Regions from separate parts of the Hordeum vulgare genome. Here region 2 is linked to region 1. A link is a contact called in public Hi-C data. All regions are on one chromosome and are shown on one strand. Each heading gives the region's core, a stretch centred on a gene start, on an enhancer-like site or on the middle of the called end of the contact. The rest is flanking DNA. Distances are from core to core; before and after follow the strand shown.

What was found. Hi-C and Micro-C count contacts between places; a contact is called where the count stands out from the background.
Region 2: a contact with region 1 is called in a Hi-C map of seedling, with 4 times the contacts expected there. The contact joins the promoter of LOC123410291 here to the promoter of LOC123433547 in region 1. A contact is called at or near these places in 1 of 6 Hi-C or Micro-C datasets (seedling) and 1 of 1 datasets of contacts at active chromatin or transcription factors (embryo).

The regions. Positions count from the first base shown.
Region 1 is chr1H:319,285,896-319,292,792 of MorexV3_pseudomolecules_assembly, reverse strand. It overlaps LOC123433547 (tetraspanin-10), which reads right to left and starts at 2,487. Exons shown (of 11, transcript XM_045115459.1): 1 at 2,085-2,487; 2 at 1,640-1,752; 3 at 1,498-1,552; 4 at 1,321-1,376; 5 at 1,050-1,097; 6 at 489-537; 7 at 306-389; 8 at 125-192; 9 at 1-31. The coding sequence starts at 2,141. It overlaps LOC123433531 (DEAD-box ATP-dependent RNA helicase 12), which reads right to left. Exons shown (of 10, transcript XM_045115458.1): 7 at 6,806-6,894; 8 at 5,844-5,917; 9 at 5,583-5,741; 10 at 5,086-5,488. The coding sequence ends at 5,663.
Region 2 is chr1H:319,428,146-319,435,042 of MorexV3_pseudomolecules_assembly, reverse strand. It overlaps LOC123410291, which reads right to left and starts at 2,387. Exons shown (of 1, transcript XM_045103210.1): 1 at 915-2,387. The coding sequence starts at 2,166. The coding sequence ends at 1,420.

The DNA of each region.
Region 1 (6,897 bases), core at 1,238-3,737:
AGTGGAAGCATTCAAAGCTGGATATCCACACCTGACAATGTTCAGAAAGATACGATAACCATATCAAACTCTGATGAGAGCAACTGCATGTTCAAAATACACTGGAAGATAACAGGGGACATACTCCGCTGGTGGGCGGCAACAGCCAGACTCAATGGGAGTCAGATCAGCAAGCTTGTATTGTTTTAGAGTCTACATGAAATCGAACGGTATAACTAAGATCACTGCAAAAGGATGGTTGCCAAGGGAGAAACTTTGAAACATCACGTCAGATAAAACAGGATATGTAGAAAAGGAGAAGAGACCTTATATCTTTTCGACAAGCTATTGCAATCATCCGACTTCACAAGGCAACTTCTCAGATGAATCCATTTATCAGTGTCATTGAGCTTGATTTAAAATAAATAAATCGAGTTATACCAGGATAGATGATCGTGAATTAATTGCACTAAGGAAACAAAATTTTCAAACAAAGAGTTGGGACTTGCCTGTTTGACGAACCAAGAGCTGTAGTCCTGAAGACGATACTCTTTATATCTGTACAGAACATGAGAAATGACATGACAGAACCATATGCATGCAATGTGTTTCGTTACAGAAAGAAATAGTGATGTATGTTCACAGTTCATGTAGTGACAACCAGGCAGTAGCAAACTGTTTCCGACTGCCCGTATATCAACAAAACTGCATCGCGGCTATATAGTGCAACTTTTAAGAAAAAATAGTGATATATTACTTCGACTTGTCAATTCAGCATTTCAACCATCCTCTGTTCCTAAATAGTTTTGACCCACTACCTATTTTTCCTAAGCATGCAAGGATGTCACAACAACAAGTAATGCATGTCTGCCACATGTTTGCCCTACACATTGATTACTGGTATTTGGATTAAAAAGTGGAAAGTGGAAGTGGAGAAGGCATGAGATGCCATAGATACTGAACACAGCACAATTTGTGTTTGTGGTGCGGTAATATTATTTCATAGCTACATGTCTTCGAGCTAATAATCTAGTTGTATAAACATTAGTAACATATATTTAGATACATACTTGGACCCAGCAACAGCATGACCAGTTCCAGTATTTGTAATGATAAACCTGAAACAGTACATGGCAAGGTGAGTTAACCCAACTTGCAACCACTAAAGTCAGTTATGAAGTCAATCGATGATTAACCACTGAACTTGTAATAGGATTTAATTCCATCAACCAATCAGTGCACACTGCAGCTAATTTTCAAATTAAATAAGTAGTACACAATGATTGCCACCAACTGGAAAGGTTGTGCTAGTGCTATCCCAAATGAATGACAGGAACTTACGCAAGCACTGTGAAGACCATGATTGCCACCAGGACCACGAACAGCATGATTAGATACTAGATACCCACATGTCAAGGCAACAGATAACTCCAAGGGTAGCAAGACAGCAGCCAACATGAGCAGCAGAAGCACTCATGCCGCCGCAAGTTTACGCATCAGATGCCACGAAAAGGATACTGTCCAAAGCAAGCAGGAAATGTTCTTCCAAGCACCCACGAATCCCGCCAGCGATCTGCGGCATCGGCACTGAACCATGTCAATTCGGAGCATGAATACTAACGTAGTGGGAATAATATAATACAACTCCATGGACGCATACATGAGAAAAATTACTCCTCCAAGGGCCATGACAGGGATCGTGAGTGACCGTCGGCACTCGTCATTGTGGGTGCTCATCCAGAACCCAAAACCCACCACAAGTATCGCCAGTATCTGTTCAACAAAGAGCATGAAGGGCATCATAATGTGTGAATCCCTACCTGCATGACTTAACATTAAAATATATATAAAGAGCTCCAAAAGAAAGATGTCAAGAATGGTCAAGAACCGATAAATGCACTAGGATAAATGGATAACGATGCAGTACAGCTCAAGCTCAACAAAGGGACACCGCTGAGCAAAGACACTAGATGGAACAGGAACAAATCAAGAACTGGCAAATCCATCTACGTAGTATCCAACAGTGCTCTTCACTGGAAAATTTGAAACGGGTCGGTCGTCGGAAGCAGCTAGGAAAAGGGGAGCGGGGAAGGAAGCTGACTGACCATGGTGAGGAAGTTGATCCACCTGATGACGAAGGTGCTGGTGCTGGTGCCGCCCATCCCGACTCAGCTGCGGACGACGCTGGCCTCCCGCCTCCGTCAGGCGATTCCGCGCGGAACGGAAACAAACCGGCGAGTCGGATCTGGGAGCACGCCGCCGGAGACGGCGAGGCTGGGGTCCCGGCGGCGCGGCACCTAGGTGTCAGCTTGGGAGCGTGGGAGTGGGAGTGTGTGTCGTTGATTTTGGGTGGGCTTGAAGACAGCGGTCGCAGTTAAGCTTGGCACGGGCAGATGTGGGGCCGACTAGTCAGAGGGGCAGATTGATTGTCATCAGTGGGCCGGAGAGGGCGGACTCGACCGACGCCGGTCTCCTTCGCGTCCGGTGCTGAGGCCGATGAAGGGGAGAGGGGGCTTTTTGGTCGGGTTTGAATGGCAGCGCGGCAGAGGGGCAGCCACAAGTCCCATATATTTAGCTTTTTCTAGCTTCAAAGTTTATTTTTTACAAAAGAAAATTAACTACTAGATAATAAATGAGTTTAAATGAGATTAAATGGGACCCAGTTCCCATCCCTATTCGAAGCTCTTCCCCATTTTCGCGAGCTCCGAGGGGTGGGGTACAACTTAACATTGGATGCTCTTCAAAAGAAAAGAAAAAAAACTTTTTGCAAACAAAAATTTGTATTACTCAAGTGAATCAGTTCATATAATCCACCGTAGCTAGCTCCATAACCACCGAAGGTCCCGAGCCAAGCCAAGTTATAATTCGGCCTTCTACACGAGCAAATTTGGCCATACTATCGCTAACTTTATCGTGGCTACGATTTGCATGAGTAATATAAGAATCACGAATAAACATAAGATATCTAATCTTCATTATAAACGACGAGTAGACCGATCTATCAACCTTCTTGGCATGGATCAACTTCGCTGCAACAATTGAATCCATCTCTATCTCAACTGGCAGGTCACTTCTCTGTATTGCGAACGACGGTTCTTCCACACATGCAGTCAACTAGGCTTCGAGAGAATCCCAGGAACAACTCCGACATTTATGGTATAATTCAGGAAAAAATATCCTAACTTCAACATGCGTGCAAGCAATCAAGAAATGTGTTATAATTTACAACTGAGTTTTCTTTCTATTCACAAGGTGTAGAATTAGTTTGGATTTAAACTGCAGTTATTCTTTTAAAGACCACTCGCCATATATTAAAAAAATAGCCCTTACAAGAATAAAATAATTACAGGAAAGTCATTGAAGAAAACAACATTGTCTTCCTTCTGCAACTAACAGTGGAGCACAGTTAGCAAAGCTCATTGCCACTTCTAGACCTTTATCTTGTTGAAACTCAAAGCTTACAGAAGTAGCGGCTTAGAAGTCATTGATGTAGAACAAGATACATTGGTGACTGCAAATTCATTGATGTAGAACAAAAGAAGTCAGCGGTTGCAAACTAGATAGATCGCTATGCCGAAGAACAGAGTCAAAAAAATAATCCCAACTGATAAAAGAGGGGACACAAACATCAGGAGTCCCCTTTCATAAAAGAGGGGACACAAACTAGATAGTTCGCTATGCCGAAGAACAGGAGTATTTGGCTACTTCATCAGATGGAGATGGAACTTTAGAGAAAACCGCCTGTTGCAACACCATCCCTTACATAGGATGCCACTGCCATGAATAAACGCTAATCATGCCAAACGAGTGACAGGCGATCGACACCATCCTCTGACTCGGTGTTGTCACTCCAAGGAAGGGCATCGACATTGGTAAAGCCAAAAAGAACCAATATTCCTATCGCCATCGTTGCCCTAACTTCACATGTGATACAAAACTCAAAGACCCTGCAAGACAGGACTGCAGCCTCAAATTCATGGTTCCCTCGTCCTCCCGCCACGGCGGGCAATGGGGGCAAGGCAAGCTGCGGATCGAGGGGAGATAATCGAAGCCTCCTATCACCTCTCTAGTAAACCGTGGGGAAATGATTTGTTAAAGGGAAGTGTAGTTGTGTAAAATTTGTCCTGTGATGAAAAAAAATAGAAGGAAAAAACTTCTAATATCGCTTTCCACACTTGGGAACCACAAATACACCGCAAATCCAAGTGCCTAGGATATGTTTTTGGTATCTAAGTTTGATTTTCTTGGAAAACAGTGAGCGGTTTTAACATTTCCATGGTATGAAAAGAATCTAACACGAGGTTGGTGCTGAACATTGGGTAGATATAACACAAGGCGGTAAGGGAACAAATGCAACCTTAATTACAAGGCAATAAGAGAACAAATGCTTAATCTTAAAGTAACCTTAATTGAACTGAGAAGGTTAGCCAATTACAACGAAGACCTCTTAGGAAGGAGAGGGTTCCAAATATATAGAAATAAGAAATTGCGAGACGGAAGGCTTGTATATTTCTTTAAACATTGGAGAAAACTTTACTACGCTACCAGGTTTCTTCCTACATTTGTTCGCCCAATAATCCTTTGTTCCACAGTTGGTCATTTGTTTCCCAACAAACCTTGTTCCAAAATGGGCTTAACTTAATACTCCCAACATTCACAACAAATATTAGGCGTTTTACATATAGACTGAAATGAATAAACAAACACACTAAAAACGCGGTTGTTAGACATTTTTTTCTTCTATTTTTCCAGGCGGTCTGATGTAACCGGGGCAGCCCATCAGAATTCTCGCTGGGCCAGTTTGTTTTATCCAATAGAAAAGTATTGCTCGATGCTAAACTCACACGGATTAAACTCCTACAAAAAAAGATCGGCTAAATCATTATCACCTACTTCCTCCCTTCACACTACTGAGTGAACCAACACATCAACATTTGTCTACATACATCCAATTTAGAAAATAGTTGGAACATCTTATAGTACTGCACGGAGGGAGTGCTTGAATGGGCAGAAGTGCCGCTGGGTCTGTCAACTTTAAACATTGGCTTTGATTGTGATTTTGCAATAATCGATTAAACAGAAGCATGTACAACTGCAACACCGGCAAGACAAATAACAAGGCTATTGAGAATACAAGGAAAATACTTGAGGTTAATGGTCTACACAAAGAACCACCGAAATTAACAAGGAATCAAGTACAGGAAATATAGCTATTTGTGCGAACAGAATAAAGCAAAGTAAAATGATAAAAATGCCGCAATATGATGATACAATCTCAAGCAACAGAATCCCAACATGACACAACCAGAAAAGAAACGAGAAAACAAATGTAAGGCAATCCTGGGCAGATGCATACAGCAAGAAATAATGTTTGGGTTGACAACAGTTCTGAATCTCAAAGCAGGTGCATCTCCACAGTCAAATGATTAGCACCGGTACCAGCAGAGAAGGCACGCTCCACTGATGGAAATAGAAGCTTGGATGCATCACCAAGGCACCAAATAAAACCCTGTGTGTATGAAATGGGAATCAGTCCTCATCCAGGACAGTCACTATGCAAGTATGCAGTTTTAAAAAGCAACATTCTAGCATTGGATTCTTACTTGATGAGGTGCTATGTACATCTGGTATATTTGCCTAGTGATGTTTTCATAAAAGATATGCTTCTAAAACTGTTAACTGATCATTGGCAATACTCCGCCAGGTCAATCTGTGGAGGTATTGTTTTTATTTCTGTCCCGAGTTCTTGCTCAATCCTATACCTGCAAACAGAAGAAAGCAAACAGTTCAGATACCTTGGTAGACTAGTACTAGAGAAGAACTTTTCTTTGTTTCGAAACGCCAGTTTAGCAAAGTATCCTTACATGTTGAAACGGTCCTCATAAGTGATTAAGTTCACAGCCAAACCAAGGTGTCCAAATCTTCCAGAACGCCCAACCTAGGAAAATGTCAAAAGGAGTTGAACTTTTAGATGAATCAAGTTATTAAATTAAAAAGTACAAGGACGCCAACTGGTTTACAAACTCAAGACTGCTTAATCCTACTAGTTCAAATAATAAATAAATGAAAAGCCTGGCAAATAAGGCATTAGTGACATGAAAATACTTGTTAGACATGTTTTTGGCATTAACCATACAATGCTTTGCCAGTATCATCAGTAAAACGACTCTGCAATTTCCAAAAGGCTGTTTGTGGTGGCTGTGGTGTGTGTCACTCTGTGCATTCGGTTTATTCAGTTTACATGGTTTGGTTTATACGGTTTCTCGGTTTGTATGGTATTAATACTTCAGTAAATACGTATCAAATTAAGATACGGTTCGTATTCAGTATATACCAAATTATTTCAGTATGGTTTCAGTATATACCATAATAACCAAAGTTGACATAAATTTGAATGACATAATAATAATTTACAAGTTTATGACTCAAATCACAAACTTTTTTTATAAAAACACTAAATAACAATATAACGTATGTCTGCATGCAAGGATTCATGCCTCGATGGTTATCAACGGGCTTAGCATATTTTTAAGAGAAAAATGACTGTTACAAGAAAAAGACCGTGTGTGTTTATAAGTGCAAAGAATGGAAGGAATTCCCAGCATCCATAAGAATTGAGGCTGACCAGCTTTCTAGTGTTCTGCTAAGGTTAAGCAAGCATTATTGAAAATGAGCCAAGCAGAAAGGAAAGACTACTGGATCTGGTACAGATGTATTGAAACAATTTGCTTCAGGAAACAATCAAAGATCTTTACACTGCAAAACTGAGTGAACCAACATATAAGACTACTGCTGAAACCAGGCATGATGCAAATAAACAACTTACCCTATGCAAATATGTTTCAGCAGTCTTGGGGAAGTCAAAATTAATGACAACATTAACAGCTTGAATGTCAATTCCTCTGGTAAAAAGATCTG
Region 2 (6,897 bases), core at 1,138-3,637, 140 kb before region 1:
GAAGATGATAGGTAGAAAGTGGATCTCGTTGCATCGCTGGTAGGATAGAAAAAAGGAACCAGCCACTTGCGTTCACTAGAGATAAGAGACTCTGCCCGCGTGGTCCATGGGACGCATGGCGTTCGCGTGACACGGCTGATTTCTGATCATTTTCTAAAAAAGTTCACCAGTAGTAGGCAAAAATCAATTACGGTTGCGGCGAATCACCATCACGAGGTCACAGCCATGCCTCGATGGATGTAGCAAAAAAAGTTCGTCGGTACTAGCAAAAACCAATTACGGTTGCAGCAAAATCGCCATCATCATGATGTTGCAGCTTCTGCTTGATGGATATAGCAAAACACTTGACCCATAGTAACCAAAAAACAAGTAAGGTTGTAGCAAAAATCTTCGTCATGGGCCCGCACGTCCAGCGGAAGCGTTCGGACAGTGCGTTGTTTATAAACGTTTCTCTATGCCTTGATGGATGTATAAAAAAAATACATCCAAAAAATTCGTCGGTGCTAGCAAAAACCAATTATGATTGCAACAAAATCTTTGTCATCGCGAGGTTGTAGCTTTTGCTTGATGGATGTAGCAAAAACATTTAACTCGTAGTAGCAAAAAGAAAAACGGTTGCAACGATTTCACGGCTCCGACGAATGGTCACATGGACTTGCAAGCAGGGTGCGTGCCAAGACGTCCGGCGGAAGCGTTCAGTCGGCGCGTCATTTATAAACGTTTTCTTATTTCTATTAGAAAAAGATCATGCAGTCTTCAACAGAAATTTGATACTCCCTGTGATTCGAATTTGTTTCTCTATATACTCCCTCCGTTTCAAAATATAAGACCTTTTAGAAATTTCACTAAAAGACTACATACAAAACAAAATGAGTGAATCTATATTCTAAAATATGTCTATGTGCATCCGTATGTAGTTCATAGTGCAATCTCTAAAAGGTTTTAAACTTAGGAACGGAGGGAGTACAATGTAAGAGGCGCGAAGTTCTTAGGTTAAAACAGTTACAACAGGGAATTCACAAGGAAAAGATTAATTTTCAAAGTCCATGCTTATTGCTTAAGCAACCTGCGTCTTCAGGAAAGGCCTTCGAGGACAAAACCAAGAGTATGGCCAGCAACTATTCTCCTGCTTGTGCACCTCGGGGTAAGGTACATCGTCCACATCACCCGTCCCCAGATCATACACCATTGCCCAATCCTTCCTGTACTTGGGGAGGTTGTGCACCAGGTAGTAAACGCAGTTCCCCCTGATCGCAGGGTACTCCTTGGCAGACAGTGCAAAAGCATCGCCGCGGCCGAGGAAGAGCGTGTAGCCCCCGAGGTCAGTCACCCTCTCACCGATCTGGAAGGCGCATCCGAGCGTCCACGGCGGCCTGTAGATTTCCATGAGCGACGGGTGGCGGCCGTGGAACAGCAGAACTAGCAGGAGCTCGCCGCGGCAGGCCACGACGTGCACCGCACGCACGCAGTCCCTGAGAGACTTGCGGATAGCCCACGACTCTGACCACTGACAAGGGTACATGACCGAGCAATGGGAGGAGACCTTGTGCCGAGTTGAAGATCGTAGATGGACAGGTTAAACATGCCGTCTATGCAGTATATGTTCCCCGCATGGAATTCGACGCTGTAGAGCTTCGCGCAAGGGACAGTGGCCGGGCCGCTCCAGGAGGCGTCCCCGGGCCGCCAGAAGAAGATAATATGCGCCCTGGGCCGTCTGAGCCGGGTCGCGACGGCCGTCCAGTCCGACGACTCGAGCGGGTCGCCGGAGAGGAAGACCTGGATGACTGGGCACGGGCACGGGAGCGGGATCTCGGTGCCGGAGTGGGGCTCCCACAGCACGAGCCGCGTCGGGGACCGGGCGTCGTCCGCGAGGGCGAGCCAGCCGCGAGGCGCGCCGCAGCAGTACGGGAGGCCGGGTGGGATCGCCTGGAAGTCGACGCCCGGGACGCCGCGAGGGAGCAGGAAGGAGTGCTCGCCGACTGGGCTCAGTCCGTCCGGGGCCTGTCGGGCGGCGACGACCCACGGGCGGTAGGCGGCCGGACGAGGAATAGTGGCTCGCCAGTGGGCGCATGCCAGGTGGGCGTGGAGCTGGTCGGCATCGGAGATCAGGCGAGCCGAGATCTGATAGAGAAGATCGGCCGGGAGGGAGGACCAACCGCCGGCCATCGCAATGAAAAAAGACAGCTCCTTTCCTCTTCTGTTTTTCAATTGGGTGTGCTGCTATTCCCTTATTTATTTTGGGAAAAAGTCCAAAAAAAACCTTGAACTGGTAGACGGTGGCGAGATCGCACCCTGAAGTGGTAATCCTTGAAGTTTACACTCTCAAGTCAGCAATCCCGGTCTAAAAATAACCTTGACAGCGTTCCCAAACAGGGATTGCATGCGTGGCAAGTGAGGGTCGGGTTTCGTTTTTTTTTTTCCTTTTTTCAGACCGAAGGAGAAGGCTTATAGGGTGGACCGGCCCAGCTTAACAGCCCATTGACTTATTTAGACCGACGGTCGCCCAGCCCGAGGAGTGTCTCCCTGTCGAGGACTGTCTCCCTGTCTTCTGCTCTGCTTTGGCGGCGACAATGGCGATGACCTGGTGATCGACGGCAGCGGCAACGATCGGGGCGGCGCTCGACAGCGAGCGTCAGGCCAAGGTATGTCCCCGTCGTTCACGTCCTGTGGGCACCTTTCTTTCTGTTTTCTGCAGAACACTAGGGTTAGGGGTTAGGGTTTTTGGGGCGGGTAATTTGGCGGTAAAAGCTGCGATTTTGGTGCGGGTAGTGATGTGTCTTTGTTTTTTCAGTTTAATCATGGATCCAACAGAGATTTTGAACGTCCGATTCCACATTGGTGGCAAGTTTGTTGGCACTGGTCCCAATTTGCAGTATGTTGGTGGGGATGAAGAGATGTCAGAAATCGAGAGAGATAAGTTGTCACTGCAGGAGGTGAAGGGCTTTCTGAATGATCATATGCAGTTGAAGGAGTCGATGAAATTATATTTTCAGGTGCCAGGGAAATCAATGGCAGATGGATTGATGTTTCTGCATGATGACAGAGCATGTCTACAGATGGGAGAGTACACAGATGTTGGAGGAGTTGCTGGCATTTTTGTTGAGTACCATGGGGAAGAAGACAGTGAGAATAGCAGCAGTGGGAGTGATTTTGAGATGGATGAGATGGTCAATTTGAGTGATGCTGATGAACCTGCCATAGTTATAAGTGCTGAGCCAGCAGGCTTTTCTGATGATGATGATGTGCAGTTTGTGCAGGAAGTGTTGGTTCCAGATGATAGTGGTGTGATAACTCAAACTATTTCTAGTCCTGTGAAGCACATCCATGTAGATGCCAGAGCAAGGAGAGTTGTAGCACACCAAGTTGCAGAGGAGCAGGTGCAAGATGGATCTCAGGTTGCATTTTCTCAGGTGTTAAATCCTGCAGCTCATGCATCAGGACATGGTACAGAAACTCCAAGTGAAGCACAACCTACAGATTCAGATAGTGACTCAGATTCAGACCCTGAGTATCTGGCACACAGTGAGGACAGTGGTGAAAATTCAGAGGTTGTTGAGCTTAGAAGGCATGCTAGAAAATTCAAGAAGAAAATGAGAGACACCAAGAGTTGGATTGGCAGAGATACCACAGAAGTTGTTCCATTGGAGCTCATTGCAAATATGGAAGAACAATTAGAAGCAGATGACAAACAGTGGGGCTATGATTCATCTCATGAGGATTACTCTTATGATGAAGATTCAGATGGACAACAAGTGAGGAGGAAGAGCAAGTTTCCAAGGTATATCAATGACACGGAGATTCCACATTTCAGTTTGTCAATGGTGTTTAGAAGCAAGAACCAGCTTGTTAAAGCACTCAAGAGATATGACGTTGTAACTAAAAGGAGCATTAAGTTTGTTAAATCAGAGGCTGACAGGGTAAGGGCCAAGTGTGGATGGGATGGTTGCCCCTGGCTTATTTATGGTGCCAAAACCTCAAGAACAAACAGGTTTCAGATAATTACATACAATGATGAGCACCATTGTGCACAGAACAGAGAAAATAAGCTGGTCACTGCTAAAGTCATTGCTCAGAGATATGAGCATTTTATCTTAGCAAACCCAATGTGGAAGATTGAGAGCATGAAGGCAACTGTTTTACAGGACATGTTTGTAGATGTTTCCCCTTCTAAGTGCAAGCATGCAAAAAAAATTGTCATGGACAAGTTAATGGCTGGCATGAAAGAAGAGTACACAAGAGTATTTGATTATCAGCTGGAGTTGCTAAGAAGTAATCCTGGTAGCACAATTGCAGTTTGCTTGGATCCAACAATCATGAATAGGAATGTTTTCCAAAGCTTCTATGTGTGCTTCAATGCTTTGAAGTTAGGCTTCAAAGCTGGGTGTAGAAAAGTTATTGGTTTAGATGGATGTTTCTTCAAAGGAGCAGTGAAGGGAGAACTGTTGTGTGCCATTGCTAGGGATGCCAATAACCAGATGTATCCAGTGGCTTGGGCTGTTGTTGAACAAGAAACAAATGAGAGTTGGAAGTGGTTCATTGGCTTGCTTATTAAAGACCTAGACATCAACAACAATGGAGCTGGCTGGGTCTTCATCTATGACCAGCAAAAAGGATTGATTAATGCCATGAGGGATTATCTGCCAAATGCAGAGCACAGGATGTGTGCAAGACATATCTATGCCAACTGGAGGAAGAAGTATAGGGCACATGAATGGCAGAAAAAATTCTGGGAAGTGGCCAAAGCATCCAATAAGCAAGATTTTAATTATTACAAAGCAAAGCTTGCACAAGAAACTCCTGAGGGTGCACAGGACATGATGAAAACAGAGCCTGGACATTGGGCAAGAGCTTTCTTTCAAGTTGGTTCCATCTGTGAATCAGTTGACAATAACCTATGTGAATCATTTAACCATGCAATTGTTGATGCCAGGTTTTATCCATTGATTTCAATGCAAGAGAAGATCAGAAAGAAAATATTTGTTAGAATCCAAGAACAAAGGGAGAAAGGTGCAAAGTTTCATGGAAAAATATGCCCAAGCATATTTAACAAGTTGAAGGCCAGTATAGCAAGGACACAGTTCATGGAGGTGTTGTGGGGTGGGAAAGATTCATATGAAGTGCAAATACTAACTGGCAGAAAGAGGAAGTACACAGTCAGTCTTTTAAATATGACTTGCTCTTGTGGGTACTCTCAATTAGCTGGTCTACCTTGCTCTCATGCAATCTGTGCTATCTACAAGAGCAAGAAGAATTTGGAAGACTACATTGCTCCATGCTACTCAGTTGATACCTTCAACAGCATATATGACCACTGTCTTCAACCTGTGGAAGGTGAGGAAATGTGGCCCATTTCTCCCAATCCTAGGCCTGAAGCTCCAGGTTATGTGAGGATGCCAAGTAGGCCAAAGAAAAATGCAAGGAAGAGAGAAGAGCATGAGAAACCTAAGCCTACTAACAAAATGAGCAAGCATGGCACTGTAATTACTTGCTCACTATGTCACACAGCTGGCCACAATAAAGGAAGCTGCAAAAATAACCCAGAGAGAGCCAACAAGAAGAATGCTCACCTTCTTAAGACTACCAAAAAGAACAAGGCATCATAGGTAATTTTATTTGCATAGTATGTGTCCTGCAATGTAGTTTGAATTTAACCTGCTGTTTAACTTTATGTTGTGCTATATATTAGGTACCTGGGCAGTCATCTAGTGCACCAGCACATATTGCACCTTCTGGAAGGGGATCATCTGCTGCACCTAGAGGGAGGGGATCATCCGCTGCACCTAGAGGAAGGGGATCATCTGCTGCACCTAGAGGAAGGGGATCTTGTACATTTAAGCCTCCCAGAAGCACCTCTTCAGATGCACATGCTGGAACATCTACTTCTGCTGCAACAAAGAAGAGAAAGAGAGTTCCTGCATCATCTATTCCTAGCTTTAAGTACTTCAATTCCAGTGGCAATGTGTAATCTTTATTTGCAAACCTGGTAGTGGCAATTACTTTTTGATGAAGCAGTGGTATGGAATGTTGCAAACCTAGTAGTGCAACAGCTTTTGGATGAAGCAGTGGTATGTAATGCTATGTTTGCAAACCTGGGTTCTGCCAGATATCTGCTATATATTTGCTATATGTTCTGCCAGATATTTGCTATATGTTCTGCAAAATATTTGATATATGTTCTGCCAGATATTTGCTATATGTTCTGCAAAATATTTGATATATGTTCTGCCAGATATTTGCTATATGTTCTGCTATGTTCTGACTGACAATCTGAATGACAAGTTCATATTATTGAAACTGATAGCATAATGCACTTCATAGATTTTAAATAACTGTCATTCCTTACATAGATAATGTACTTCAATACAGTGTCATTCCTTACATAACCCAGTGCATACATGTTCCTAATTTAGTTCATACACTGCCATTTTACCTACAACTAGACCTAACACAAACACAATGCAAATCATCACAACATTCATATATTTTCCCTTGAGAGCTTCTATTTCTGCATCCTTCTCCTTCAACTGAGCTTGCAGAGCCTCAATTGCATTGGATATTGCTTCTTCATGTCCAGCATTCGCCAGCACTGGACATTCATCATCACCTCGAGCAGCAGAACCTAGTCCCCTGAGCCTCCAAACCTCATGCTTCAAATCTCCAATGAGATCACTAAAAAAATTTGGCAGCTCCGGATCATGCCATTCAACATAGCCACACCCACCGTGCTATTCATTCAAACAAAATCAATCCCAGCAATCAGAAACAGATAGGAGCAGAGGAAGAAGGAGACATGAGCAGAAAAATCGAGCAAAAAACAAACTTACCATGGCATCCACGCAGGCATAGTATCTCCTCCCAGGATTGTGCCTGCTCCACGAGATCCATCAAGGGGCCTTC